2 separate regions of the Sus scrofa genome follow, and region 2 is linked to region 1. Evidence: chromatin contacts called from public Hi-C data. All regions are on one chromosome and are shown on one strand. The core of a region is the stretch at or near the end of the contact, and the rest is flanking DNA. Distances in the headings are between cores, read along the strand shown. Region 1 holds the start of FST (follistatin). Region 2 overlaps ARL15 (ADP-ribosylation factor-like protein 15).

Region 1 (2,585 bases), core at 23-2,522:
AATGCCAGCCACTGTGCTTAATAAACTGAGGCTACAGAAGTTCATTATCGATGTTGCAATCTTTTTTATTCCGCGAACCGAGAGAGACAGAGAGAGAGAGAGAGGCCGAGAAGGAGACTGGGAGACAGACCGAGACATACAGGACAGAAACTGGGGAGTCTCGGAGCCGGGGCGGGGGGTGGGGGGGAGCAGCAGACCGCCTACGTCGGCGCCCCAGCTCCGGGCTCCAACTCCATACGCGGCGGAGTGAAAGGGTAGAAAAGAAATGGAGAGGGTGAGACTGAGACTGGGGGGAGACCGGGCCTGAGGTGTTAAACATTTTTGTTTGCTTCTGACTCGTCGAGACCGAGGGCTGCGTCTCGGCGGGCTCAGCCGGGGTGGAAGGTGCCGGGGCTGGGATTCCCAGCCACAACTCTGGCTCGAGGTGGCCGAAGAACTCGGCACGCGCAGACCCAGACACAAAACATCGCGGTGTCCCGCGCTAGGTTACAGGGGCCTAAACACCAGCGACAGACCCGGAGTGGGGTGTTTCAGCAGCTCGGGGATCGCCGGGCATTTGCAAAAGTCTTCTTGGAGCGGAGCGGCGATGCGAAGACCAATTCCCGCCCCGCTCTGCTCCGCCAGCCGCCACCCCCAGCCCACCATGCCCCCCCCCAACGCACACACTCACACACCACCATGAACGAACACACACACACACACACACACACACACACGCCGTCCCAGGCGCGCCGGCGCTGCCTGCGAGCGGCGGCGTGCAGGACTTGAAGTGGGTGTTCTTCCCCACTCCCCACCCCCGAAGCGTCGCCCTCACCCCCCTCCCGTCCCGGTCGCCTGCCCCCTCCCTCTCGCTCCTACGCAAATAAGAACTCGGCGATACCCTCCTGCCGCTTTGATTTCGGGCACCTCCACCAGATAATTGGGAAGGGTTTCCAGAAGGTGGGAAATGTCACCTGATTCACACTGAACTTTTAAAAGCTCCCCACCCCCAAGGAGCCGCGCACACCCTCGCTCGAGGCCGCCCTCCCACTGCCCCACACACTGGGAGACCGCCCACCGCAAACCGCGGAGACCCCCGTCTAGATTTAAAGCGCGGCTGCGCCCGGCTTCTGACGTCCATTGAATCGCGCGGGCGGCCGGCGGCGAGCGCGGGGTTGCGCCGGGATCGCTGCGCCCTCCGCCGCTCGCCTCTGCGACGCGCGCCGCTCGCCGGAACCACTCGCCGCCGCGCCTGCTCCCCGCACCGTCGCGCTCCTCGTCCCGCGCCTGACCCCAGAATGGTCCGTCCCAAGCACCAGCCCGGCGGGCTATGCCTCCTGCTGCTGCTGCTCTGCCAGTTCATGGAGGACCGCAGCGCCCAGGGTAAGAGAAGGGGGATGCGCTGGGAGGCTCGGCAGGCGACAGGGGTTTGTACTTTTCAGTCGTCTCCACTGGGTCTGTTCTGAGCCGCGCTGCTCTTAGATGTTGGACCAACTTAGGAAGTCCGGGATGGAGAGGAGTGGGAAAATTGAAGGCAGTGACACTTTAGGACTGGGAGCCGAGTTTGGAGCGGGGCGATCCTTTAAAAGGAAAGGGAGTGAGCTGGAGTCTGTCTCAGTAGTTAGGGTTAGATGCTCCAAGTTCTGGACATAATGAGTTTAGATGTTATCTCCCCTGTTTGGCTCTGAAGAAGGGGAAAAGCATCAGTAGCCTGGAGATTTCTGTCGACCCACTTACAGTCTACCTCTCTACCTCCTACATCTTTTGGATACTTTAAAAAATGACTGCATTGGGGAGGGGGATACTGAAATTTCTTCGGTGGCTGAGGGACGTGGTTTCAGAAACTTTGCCCAAACTTGGAAATGTGGGTGCCGAAAATTTTAGAGGGAAGTAGCTTTCTGCCTAGTGGATGCTTCTTCCAACACCCTCCCCCAAACCCGCAAAAAAAAAAAAAAAAAAAAAAATACCCCTGACTGTTTTCAGTAGTTTACAATTTTTTTTCTTTGCCTCATTCCTCATGTTAACTTTCTGTAGAACAGTGAAAAGCCCACAATTGATTTAAATTCTGAGATGCAGTAAGAGCAAAGTATTTTTTTAATTAGATTTATTTATTTCTGCTAGTCTTTGGGCAGACTTTTTTAAAATCATAAAAGCAGCTTGCTGTTCAATATATTGTTAAGATTATAGGGATGATTCCCGAGAGGTCTTTCTGACCAAATCCGAACATTAAAAAGGAGGAGGGGGGGGGGAATTACTTGCAAAGATTTCTTGGTAGGTATGAGATATGTATTACCATGAGACGGTGGAAGCCCCTCCCCCCTTTATTATTATTATTTACTTGGTTGGTTGGGTTTTTTCCCCCTACACTCTTCTTGAGACGGACTTGTAACTTTCCTGGCTTTAGCATTAACATTTTATGTGTGTTGTAAACTGGCCACCGGGCACTGCCCCTCGCGGTCTGCAACGCACCACTCTGAGTTGCCCGCCTTTCGGGGCGAGGCGCTGCCTAGGTGCCGGGGACGTGGGCGCCGGGGAAAGCAGCCCTCGGAGATTTCGAAAGATCGCGGTGGCCGCGGGCGTCCTCTGGATCTGGCGGATTGCAAAAC
Region 2 (2,585 bases), core at 43-2,542, 450 kb after region 1:
TTTCTCTTTACACTGTCTTGTTTACTCATTTCTTCCCCAAAGCCAGAGATCGTCCCTTTAGCTACTGCAGCATTTCTACCAGATGCAACAAATCACAGGGGTGTATTTTGACTGCTGCTCTGTCATGTGAACAAGAGTAACTCTGAAACCTTTTACCAGTCCCTGTGCTTCATCGTTGTTTTCCATTTCCCCCAAATGTTTGTAAACTGCTCCAGAGAATTCTTCTTTTAACGTTTTAGTCTTCTTTCCTCCCCTAGATTACAATGCTGAAAGCTTATATTTATAAAATAAAAATGTCCTCATCGATTAGAAGTAATTTAGCATCGCCGCTATGTATTTTGATGTTGTCATTTCAGTGCTGTTTGTGGCTGATTGGAGGTTTAGAAAACAATTTATTTCAATGCAAGAGAACGAAACATTAGAAATTATTTCTATAGAAGTTATTTGAAGTTTCAGGAAATGGTCCGATCGTTTTCATTACTCTATCCTGGCAAGTGCATTCATGTTTCGATATAAATAAAACATATCAAAATTTGTTAAACATAAAAGGTGCTTCATATTATTTATATACAGGCACATATATCTGAAACCTCTCAAATCCTTGATATTTTAAATGCAAGTTCTCTTTTGTTCTCCATCATTGTTAAGTTGCCTGAGCACAAAATTGCTTTCAACTTGTTGAACACTTGGGAGAAGCCAGAAGCATGAACTTTAGACCAAGTAACTTACAAAAGTCTGTTGCCCTCATTTTCTTCCACCAATCAACCTAAAATTTCCAGTCATCGGCTTTCCATAAAGGCTGTAAATTTCTCACGTTCACTTTTATCCATTTCAAACATAGATTTTATTATTTATTTTATTTTCAAACACAGATTAAAAGTGTATTACTTCACCATCACTAATGTATTTGTTATGCAGTGTCCTGCATTCTAAGGAAATAAAACTTAAGGCTTTGTATTGTATTTGCTGGGTAACTGTTTCAGGTCAAAAATGATAGCTCTCTTGTTGCTGCTGGCATTACTGCTTACAAGCCAATGGGCTATGGACCTTCTGCATAAACTGCTTTGCCTGCAGCCCAAGAGATGGAATGCAGCATGCATGAAGTTGACATTTGCTATAAGAGCAGTAATTTCTTTACTACTAAATCTTGCAAACTTGATGAAAAATGGATCAAAATTTGAGGCTCAATATCAGCCTTGTTTGGCAACAGAGCCAATCCTCAGTAATCCGTGGAAATGGCAGGCAGGGGAAGTAGGGAAAGCCTCCAAAACTCATTTTAGCTGTGTTCCAACAGTTTTAGTCATCAGAGTTCCTAACAAAGGGCAGGATTGAAGGTTCTTCCTTATTTCTCAGCCCACCCTCTAGGGTAGGGGAGAGAAAGGGAGGGGAGGGCCGACTGCAGATTCTCTTTACTTTCCCTTTACAGAGGAAAAAAACAAAACAAAAAAAGAAGGGGAGGGGGGGAGATTAGGACAAACACATGAGGCCACAAAGGCAGGGAGAGTGATGACGGTTTTGAAGTGATTTGCATCCTTTTCGAAGACCTGGAGTAAAAGGAAAGCCCTCCAGAAAAGCTCAAAACACTGTCCCACCTCATTTCTTCCTGAAGGAGAGACTCCCCGTGACTAAAAATTAGCCCAGAGAGACTTGTCAATAAATGATCCATGCAGAGAAACAATAATCATCACCTTATATTTATCACTTACTTTATGAGTGTGAAAGCAATGAGAAACTCTTATCACAAGGCTGATTTTTCACCAAAAGAACTATACATTTAAGACTTCAAAAAGAGTGCCTTAAAAAATTCTCAAATAGGCACTATTTCAATTGATACTGTCACGATTAAATATTATTTTCCATTAAAAAATATTCTCCCATTGGAAACACCTACAAGTATGTCCGTTGGTAAGACATACAAGAAAATCAGCCTCAATACCTGATAAATTTTGCCTTATCTTTGACTCAGTCTGGGAGAGAGCCAACGTAATTAAATACATTCACCAGATCTGGCTCTGAATAAGCTAAGCAAAAATAACCCATGTAAGACCCAAGACTGTCTACACACTCAGGACATCAAAAAAAGGCACTGGTCTCTGAAGGAATCACCTCAAATAGTATTCTATTGATCTGATCCCTAAAACAATTCCATAGAATCAGAAAAAAAAAAAAAAATTAGCTCCAACAAAATCTGTGGTTCATACTAAGAAATCCTAGAGACCCTATAAAAGGTCAAATCACATGACAAATGCCTACGTAAAGGGTTGAAAAACCACAGAGCGAACCACACAAGATCAGGTCTCTAGTTCAAAAGGAAACGTGGTCTCAAGCAAAAGCTGTCATATAAGATATCCAACCTGCAGAAATAGAGACTGTGGATTCGATACTCCAGAGTTAACAGATTGTAGCTTTACAGATCATAGAAATGTAAAATTCAAATGTTTCACCAAACTTCGCCATTATTACCATAAGGAAGTTGGGTTATAGGGAACTTCCATTCTCTATATGACCTATTTCTGCCATAGGTACACTTTAAAAAAATGACCATGTTTCTTTTCTTGTAAGAAAAGAGATTTTTAAAAAATAAA

What was found. Hi-C and Micro-C count contacts between places; a contact is called where the count stands out from the background.
Region 2: a Hi-C map of epiblast stem cells shows a contact between it and region 1, with 2.2 times the contacts expected there. The contact joins the enhancer-like site here to the promoter of FST in region 1. A contact is called at or near these places in 10 of 47 Hi-C or Micro-C datasets (alveolar macrophages, embryonic fibroblasts, epiblast stem cells and 6 more) and 1 of 2 datasets of contacts at active chromatin or transcription factors (skeletal muscle).

Annotation. Positions count from the first base shown.
Region 1 is chr16:32,805,069-32,807,653 of Sscrofa11.1, forward strand. It overlaps FST (follistatin), which reads left to right and starts at 1,273. Exons shown (of 7, transcript NM_001003662.1): 1 at 1,273-1,362. The coding sequence starts at 1,278.
Region 2 is chr16:33,257,084-33,259,668 of Sscrofa11.1, forward strand. The region is part of intron 4 of ARL15 (ADP-ribosylation factor-like protein 15); the gene reads right to left. Among named protein-coding and RNA genes, the nearest start is that of ARL15, 320 kb to the right of the region's middle. Within about 2 kb of position 1,293, at least 4 of the 83 cell types and tissues checked have an H3K27ac peak or open chromatin away from gene starts, as enhancers often do. A contact at or near this core is called in epiblast stem cells, where this site is marked.